Linked DNA regions of Sus scrofa: region 2 is linked to region 1. The links are chromatin contacts, called in public HiChIP or PLAC-seq maps. All regions are on one chromosome and are shown on one strand. The core of a region is the stretch at or near the end of the contact, and the rest is flanking DNA. Distances in the headings are between cores, read along the strand shown. Region 1 holds the start of ARL11 (ADP-ribosylation factor-like protein 11). Region 2 holds the start of PHF11 (PHD finger protein 11).

Region 1 (4,476 bases), core at 1,374-3,873:
CACTGCTAGGGTGCAGGTTTGATCCCTAGCCGGGGAACGTCCACATGCTGCAGGCACAGTTAAAAAAGAAAAAAGTTGAATTCAAATTCCAGAACTATTCTTTCTTGTGCAGAATTGTCCTGGGCACTGTGGGACATCTTTGGAAAGTGCTCACCAAACTTTCCAAGTGCTGCCACTGAGTCACTGGTCTCCGTTTATGAGTTGACCTGGGGACCTGGGCAGAAAGCTTTCTGTCCGCTTTCTCCAAGCCTGGGGAAAGCCTACCCAGGGCCACAGCTACCTGTAACCAGGCTCCCCAAACACACTGCACCTGTGGCAACCACCCCAAATTCAGACACACTGCTTAGGGCTCCACAGGGTTGCCTAACAAACGACAGTTGCAGGGGATGGAATTAAACATCTCAGAGAATTGCCACCTTCAGCATGGCTGGAGTGGTGACTCCCACCACAAGACCCCTCAAAGATGAATGGTAGAATAATAGAGGTCAAGGGTGCCCCCAGGTGGTCCCAAGTCAAAGCCCAAACTGTTACTTTCTGTGCTTCATTGCCTCCCAGGACAGCTGTCTGAAAGCTCCTCCCACCTGGGTGTCTGATGAAAAGCCTGCTTCCTTGTTGAGCCAAAGGGACAGGGCTGGAGTTTATGGAGGTAACTCACCTCCATACCCACATGGCCTTTGGGCAGGACTAGAGCCCCATTCAATATAACTGCTGTTTCCCTGGCTCTCTACTCCTCCAGCTTACACGGGACTTTAGTGAATGCCTGTCCAGACCCCAGAGGGAGATGTCTCTCTGAGTCTGAGGTCAGTACTACAAAGGGCCTCCAGGTGGCCTGCATGCTGGCCCTGTGGCCCCAGGCTTCACTGGAATCCTCAGGGCAGGAGTCTGGGAAGTGTGCCTCCCCTCATGTCACCTGCAGGCACTCAGCACCCAAGCAGCCTGGTATGGTGCCTCCAAGCCTTCAAGTCTACGGCTTCTTCCGTCTCTGCCCACCTCCCTTCTCCCCTCCCTTGGGCTCACACAAGGGGAACCAGGGCCAGAGTAGCACCCCTTTGCTCCCCAGCCTCCAAGCACAGGTCATCCTTTGCCTGCTGCACCGGTATCCTCTGCCAGTCCCAATCCTGCAAAATCCTGGCAAGATTCCCACTGATTCATCAGCCAGGCCCAGACAGAGCTGGGTCCCAAGTTCGTCTGATCGCCCAGCACCACAGGCAAGACAGACAAGCGCCCTCCAGACAGTGCTGGGCTGCTTTAAGACAGCGCACGTCCTTATAAAATCTGGTTTTAGCAATAATCCGAATCTCCACCCTCCATATCTGATCAGGTCGCTAATTCTCCACCGCCCCCCAGATGAAATCTGATCACCTTGGCCTGTCTTTAGTGAAGACCCCATTAGGTCGGTTTAGCCAGAACCCTGCTCTCCCCTGATGCTTCTTCTTAGTAATTTTCCATATCCACTGACACCCGCCCCCACCCCCAGCTCCTTGGCTATAAATCCCCACTTGCCCACGCTTTTTTCGGAATGGAGCCCAGTTCTGCACGAAGGTCTCTTCCCCTATTGCAGGACTATTCTGCAATAGTCCTGAATAAAACCTTTTTTTTTTTTTTCTTTTTTTACCACTTTAACCATTGTTCTGCTGTGGTTTTTCTTTGACTATAATTCTACCTCTAAATCCCTTCCATTATGCTTCAGTTTCTCACCAAAACGACTGTAGCCAGAACCACAGGCTCCCCCCAAAACCCAAAAGGACAGTGACATCAACAACATGACATAGTGGTGCCCGTGTTTCCAATTTTTCCCAATCGCTTCCTCCTGTTAAAATATAGCCACCTTACAACGACAGCCGCTACAATGAGGGGCTCGCCATTTGCAAAGCACTTTCTCAGTGAGCAACACGATACAATGAAAGAGAGATGAATTATAAATCTCAGCAAGATCATGAACAAATTCTCTCTCCCGTCTGAGCCATTTCTTCATTAGTAAAATGAGAGAATCCCAACCCCCATCTTGGTCCTTGACGATTTAGTAAAGAATGTGCCAGAAAGCAGAACTGTTACCAGCTATGAGCGCCAAGTCACTGGAGCTCCAGAGCCAAGTCAGAATCTGCTACAGAAGCAAAGGCTTCTGAGTGGTTAATTTTTTGGAAAATTCTATTTTTTGGAAGTATCATTTTTTTTTTTTACTGGGAAAAACAAAATGACATTGTTCAAGAAAAAAAAAATTAAGCAATAAGCTTAATCACCCTTAGTTCCACCTCATTAACATAACTTTTAATTTTTATGGTTTAACATATATATATTTATATACACACATATGTATGTGTATATGTGATACACACACACACATTTTGGTTTACCTGCAACATTAAACCTAATTTTTAAGAGTATTTTATTTTTGTTTGTTTTTGGTTTTGTCTTTTTGTCTTTTTAGGGCCGCATATGGAGGTCCCAGGCTAGGGGTCCAATTGGAGCTGTAGCCACTGGCCTACACCAGAGCCACAGCAACGCAGGATCCGAGCCGTGTCTGCGACCTACACCATAGTTCACAGCAACGCTGGATCCTTAACCCACTGAGCGAGGCCAGGGATGGAATCTGCCACCTCACGGATGCTAGTCACCGCTGAGCCGTGATGGGAACTCCTACAGGGTTTTAATCCTATTTGGGCAGCTTGTAAGCACACATGGTTCCAAGCAAATAAAAGAATCTCCAGGCACCAGAAACACACTGAGCTGAGGGAAAAGGGGGGATTCTCAGATTCCTCCACCAAGAGGATCACAGGATGGTGAGAGGAAGAGCAGTAGAAACAGCAAACGCAGATGTGGTCCTGAACGGGGGGCCCTCCCTGCAGCATAGAGTCTGAGCTGCTAAGAAGCAGGTGTTACTGAGGACGTTTTGTGCCTGACCCCAGCAGGTCTGCTCTCTCCCAGGGGCCAGAGCAGAGAGACGGCCTGCGGAGCTCGCCCTGCCCCCAACCACGTGGGAAAGGGAAACAGAAAAAGGAGAACCAGTAGCAGCCACTCGAGACTTCCCTCACCTCTCAATCGTGGGACCTGACTGAGCAGTGGAAAGCAGCTGCAGGGGAGGACACGGTCACAGGGGAGCTTTCAGCCACAGTCTAATCACATTGGGTAGTTTGTTTTTTTTAAGGGCCACACCTTGTGTCACACCACATGCAGGTTCCCAGGCTAGGGGTCCAATCGGAGCTACAGCTGCAGCTGCCGGCCTACAGCACAGCCACAGCAACTCTGAGCTGCGTCTGCGACCTACACCGAAGCTCACGTCAACGCTGGATCCTTAACCCGCTGATCGAGGCCAGGGATTGAACCTGCATCCTCATGGAGACTGGGTTCTTAACCCGCTGAGCCACAACAGGAATTCCCAATACTGAGGTAATTTTAATTTTTACTCTTCCACGCCTGCCATGAGGAACGAACAGAGGCTGTCTTATTTTCTTCCAGGGCCAACAGAAATGTACTCCTGGGGGTGAGATGTTCCTTCACCTGCTCCAGCCAAGGCTTCCCTAGACTAAGTTGGCATCAGGTCTTAGTCTTGGCATCTGGGATTCCTGTAATTCATGTGTAATGTTGTAGAGGTCACTTACCTCAGTAAGACACTGGAGGAAAGCCCTTTGCCCTGACTGGTACATCTGTCCTCAGTCAACAGTATTTATAAATAGCCACTGTTACAGGACACGCAGCCTGGTCCTATGGGGAGTTCCAAAGGCAGCAGAAGTTACCATGAGCCGACGGTCCCCCTCCCTCTGTGTCCTGACCCCAGGATAGCTTCCACTTCAGGGTTTAGGCTTCCAGGAGGACAAGAGAGGCTAGAAGCCACGGACCAGCAGGAATGGAAGAATCTTTCAGTCATTTCTACTGAACCAAGCTTGTCTAGCTGGAATTTGGTTGTGCCTCCTTGCTTTAACCACAGGGAATGTGAGCCTACATTCCATGTCTTGGGGCGGGGGGCTCCGCTCTGTAGGAGGCAGCCGGGAGAGATGGGTCAGCTGATTCACCCACCCCTACTTCCTGGCCCTTTCAGAGCCCAGGCCTGTCTTTGAAACCTGACATGCTTCCCTACTTTGGCCATAGAAACCCTTCCTCCATGTGCCTGCATGAATTTGTGTTCCTACAGAAAAGAATAGCTGATGTGTGCACCCGGCCGTTCTCCCCTAGGGTCTGGCAGGGGCCGCCATGGGGTCTGTGAGCTCCCGAGGTCACAGGGCGGAAGCCCAGGTGGTGATGATGGGCCTGGACTCGGCCGGCAAGACCACCCTCCTGTACAGACTAAAGGGCTACCAGCTGGTGGAGACGCTGCCCACCGTGGGTTTCAACGTGGAGCCTTTGGAGGAGCCTGGACATGTGTCTCTGACTCTCTGGGACGTCGGGGGACAAAGCCAGCTCAGGGCCAGCTGGAAGGACCACCTGGAGGGCACAGACATCCTCGTGTATGTGCTGGACAGCACAGACGAAGCCCGCTTG
Region 2 (4,476 bases), core at 1,171-3,670, 150 kb before region 1:
ACACTAAAAATGAAGGCACTTGATAAGTATGGAAAATATTTTTGTGCTGAAATCTGACACCTTAATCTTCTTCAGTCTGTACTGGTTCACAGACACCATCTTCCATCAGCGTCCTAGAGATGCTTTGTCTCCCCTGTCAGACCTGTTTCTGGTTAAATCTAGTAATCTCATTATTTCCCCTTTCCTTGATTTATCCCCATATATTGGTGAAGCACATCCTCCCGTAGCTTTGGAAAAGGAAAAATGAAAGGTAAATATTCTGAGACCTTGTATGTTCGAACATGTTATTCTACCCTTAACACTTGACTGCTGTTTTGGCATAGAATTCTTGAGTAGCTTCCATGCCCAATTTTGAACTCATTTGCTAGATTCCAGTGTTGCTGCTATGAAGTCTGAAAATGTTCTCACCTCTGGCTTTTAGGGTGACTATTGGAAGTAAGATGATATTCTTTTCCTTAATCTTTTGTATATGTGACCAGTTTTTACTTCTCTTCACATTTACAGCCTTCTCTTTGTCCCAGTGTTCTGTTCCCAGTAAGGGTCCATTTTCATCCCTTGTACCAGGTGCTTGGTGCAATCTTTCAATCTGAAAAGTTTGTTCTTCAGTTCAGATAAATTTTCTTTCTTTTTTCTTTTCTTTTTTTAGGGCCATACCCGCAGCACATGAAAGTTGCCAGGCTAGGGGTCAAATGGGAGCTACAGCTGCTGGCCTATACCACAGCTCATGGCAACACAAGATCCTTAACCCACTGATCAAACCTGAATCCTTGTGGATTTTGGTGGGGTTCATTAACCTCTGAGCCACGAAGGGAACTCTGCCGAGAAATTTTCTTGAACTATTTCTTTAATGATTCATTATCTGTTCTCTCTTTCTGGAATTCCTATTATCCCAATGTTAGAACTCCAGGATTGGTTCTCTAAATTTTTTCTTTTAATTTCCAGCTTTTTCTTCTTGCTTTGCTTTCTGGGAGATATACTCAACTTAATCTTCCAGTTTGTCTATTGTGGTGGGCGTATTTTATTGGATTTTTTGGGGGGAGGGGGCTGGGTCGCATTTTTTTAATTTCTAGAGCTCTTTTCTGAATATTTTTTCTTTAGTAGTGTCTTATTTTTGGTTCATGGTTGTAGTATCTTATCTCTTTGAAAATGCTTTATCATGTAACACACACATACAGGCGTTCATATCTGTATTTCTGTGACCTCCAAGGTTTGTTTCTTTGTTTTCCCTGTATGTTTCCTTTGGTTTTTGTACTTCATGTTTTAGGCTTTCCTCAGTTAGTGATCTTGGCAGTCAGCTCACACTTAACAGTGGAACACGGAAAAGCTGAGATTATAAACTGAGAGTGGGGGAAGGGGCTCTTCAGCTGCTTTGCTATGACCTAGCTGGGCTATTTAATCTCCAATTCAGTCTCTTTAGGGCTTTTTTTTTTTAACCTGGCAAGGAGTATGCTTCCACCTGCTGGCTTGAAAGCAAAAAAAAAAAAAAAAAGTTGCTGCCAGAGCCTGCTTTTTTTTCCCTGTTTCACAGCTCCACACTCTTGCTTCTGTAATTCATTTCTATGTTTGTCAAGACTATTCCAAGTTATCCTTTTTAATATTGTTTCTCTTTTCTGACCCCAATTTGCCTCATTTCCTCTTCTTAAAACCTGCTCAAAAAGCAAGACCTCCAGGAGTTTTTCCTTTCATTAGTTACTCAGCAAACCACCATTATATGCTTCTTTTACAGAACAACTTACTTTTGAGCTGTAATTTAATTATATGCGTTCATGTTCTCTACATGTGTATTTGTTCCATGCACCGAAAACCTCGTCTTGTATGGTGCTGTGTACCCCATGGGTGCTAAAATAAAGACTTGCAACTGGCAAATGGAATCGTGCTCAGTTAATTCTGCGTCCACTTTATGCTAGGCCTACTTAGGCCAAACTTGGTGTGATACATTTGTAGAAAATAATGGGTAAACTGGGAGTTCCTGTCCTGGCTCAGTGGTGATGAACCCGACTAGTATCCCTGAGGATGAGGCTGGATCCCTGGCCTCACTTAGTGGGTTAAGGGTGGGCATCGCTCTGGCTGCGGCGTAGGCCGGCAGCTGCAGCTCTGATTCTACCCCTAGGCTGGGAATTTCCCTAAGCCATCGGTGTGGCCCTAAAAAAATAAGAAAAGAATGGGTAGACCCTCAGAAAAGCAGTCATTTCTCCAGCTGAGTCCAAAGGCTTCCACCACCTCTCCTCCAACCATTCGGAAAGTGGGGGCAGGGTGGGGAGCGCCAAGCGTGCTTTAAAAACAAAAAAATCGAGTTCAGACTCGGATCTGGAGAAGTTGCGAGTTCCCGTTTGAAAACCCTACCAGCAAACCCTTTGCGTCGCTTCCTGCGGGACTTTCCCCGGGCAGCGGAAATAAATCAGCACGAATTTCGAATCTCACCAAAAGGAACTTCCGTCGGCGCGGGCGCAGGGCGCAGCCATGGACGCGGCTTGGCCCTCCGATCCCAAGGCGGCCCGGGCCGGCCGGTGCGCGGCCGAGGACGGGGTCCCGCTCCCGACTGGTGAGTACCAAGCGGGACGGGAGGGGCGGGCGGTGTCCCGCTGCGACAGTCCGGGCCCAGGGCCGCCCTCTAGTCGCTGCCACTTGGGGGCCCCCGACCCGCCTCGCGACGCGGCGCGCAGCTCTTAGCTCCGCAGCGGCTCGGCTTTGGGCGTCCACCGCCCTGCTCTGCGCCCAGACCGTACCCTGCGGCTTCTAGGGAGGAGTGTTTGCTTTCGGTTCAGCTCGACCACCGCTGATAGGACAGCCCACAGCCACAGCCCTGCCGCGCTGGGACCAAACCGAAACCGAAGCGAAACGAAAGCTGGGAAACGAAAGGAAACGCCTGTGGGTTTACTCTCCCAACGCGGCTCCACCCACCCCTCAAACAGTGCGGCCGGAGCGATGCCCTGGCCGAGGTAGCCTGGTCGTGGCCCCCTCTAGAAGAGAAGGGGTCCGCTGGGACTCAGGAAGCAGTTTGGAAAGTTCGCACTGAAAATGTGACGTTATGGAATCACTCCCTTATACCCACTCAGTAGTTCAGGTCCTCTGTGGCCCTCTCCTTAAGTGAGGCAAATCTGAGTGGGCTCCTCTCTGCGCTTCAACAACAGCTGGAGAGCTCCTACCACTTGCAGGCTCAGGGCCACGTGGCGGGCTGCAGAGATGAGTTAGGCTCGCTCAGCGCTGAAGAATCTAATAGGCTACTCATGTGTGACCTGCTAAGAACCACAGAGACACAGATGAGATGCTCCTCCAACTCAGCCTATTCCTCAGTTCAAAGAAAGCCCTATCAGTTTTAAAGGGCAAGAGTCAACCCGAGGTTGGAGTTCCCATTGTGGCTCAGCGGTTGAGGAACCCAGCTAGTATCCATGAGGACGAGGGTTCGATCCCTGAACTCCCTCAGTGGATTAAGGATGCGACGTTGCTGTGAGCTGTGGTGTAGGTATCAGACGTGGCTTGCTTGGATCCAGAGTTGCTGTGGCTGTAGTGTATGCAGGCTGGCAGCTACAGCTCTCATTCCATCCCTGGCCTGGGCACTTCGATATGCCCAGTCCAGTCAGAGGTAGAAAGGTTGAAAAGGCAGTCCAAACAAGTGAAGACACCAGCCAGGCACTTGGCTATTTCATTTAGCTAGTGTGTATACAGAATGCAAGATGAGTTACTGAGGATGAGTTTCTGTCCTGACTTTTTCCCCAAACTCCAGACTCATAACCAGCTTCATCAATGCCTGGAATGACCTCGAATTGGTTATATCCCAAAGTAAACTCCCATTTGCCTACACACACCCACTTACTCCAAACCTGCTCAGCCACCACCAGTCTTCCCCATCCTGTTTGCCCAGTTGCTCAGGCTAAAACCCTAGTGCCACCCTCTGTGCCTCTCTTTCCTCCTTGCCTCCCATCTAGTGCACTAGTCTCAGTCTTTCTCTTTGCAGCCCATTTCTCGCCTTCCCACCATATTCAAGTTTCTGCACAAATGTACCTTCACACCCTTGCCTGCCCATGCTGTTAGAACAGCCCTTCCCCTACCGTCATTAATCTCTACCCTTCCTTCCCCTGCTCTGTTTTTCTTCGTAACACTTAACCCTGGCCTGAAAAATAATACTTGTTTGATGTTTGTCTCTACTACAAAAATGTAAGTTCTATGAGAGTTGAAATTCACATCTAGGAGTTCCCGTCATGGCTCAGTGGTTAATGAATCCGACTAGGAACCATGAAGTTGTGGGTTCCATCCCTGGCCTTGCTCAGTGGGTTAAGGATCCGGTGTTGCCGTGAGCTGTGGTGTAGGTTGCAGATGCAGCTCGGATCCTGTGTTGCTGCGGCTCTGGCGTAGGCTGGTGGCTACAGCTCCCATTAGATCCCTAGCCTGGGAAACTCCATATGCCACGGGAGCAGCCCTAGAAAAGGCAAAAAAAAAAAAAAAAAAAAAAAAAATTCACATCTATTCCCTGCTTTA

The links. HiChIP or PLAC-seq counts read pairs in DNA pulled down with a chosen protein or histone mark.
Region 2: an H3K27ac HiChIP or PLAC-seq map of alveolar macrophages shows a contact between it and region 1. The contact joins the promoter of PHF11 here to the promoter of ARL11 in region 1. A contact is called at or near these places in 2 of 5 promoter capture datasets (fetal liver and liver), 1 of 47 Hi-C or Micro-C datasets (liver) and 2 of 2 datasets of contacts at active chromatin or transcription factors (alveolar macrophages and skeletal muscle).

Annotation. Positions count from the first base shown.
Region 1 is chr11:18,098,572-18,103,047 of Sscrofa11.1, reverse strand. ARL11 (ADP-ribosylation factor-like protein 11) reads left to right here and starts at 2,623. Exons shown (of 2, transcript XM_005668400.3): 1 at 2,623-3,387; 2 at 4,130-4,476. The coding sequence starts at 4,189. The region is part of intron 3 of EBPL (emopamil-binding protein-like); the gene reads right to left.
Region 2 is chr11:18,249,915-18,254,390 of Sscrofa11.1, reverse strand. PHF11 (PHD finger protein 11) reads left to right here and starts at 2,420. Exons shown (of 10, transcript NM_001244327.1): 1 at 2,420-2,542. The coding sequence starts at 2,461. It overlaps SETDB2 (histone-lysine N-methyltransferase SETDB2), which reads left to right. Exons shown (of 14, transcript XM_013980508.2): 14 at 1-1,866.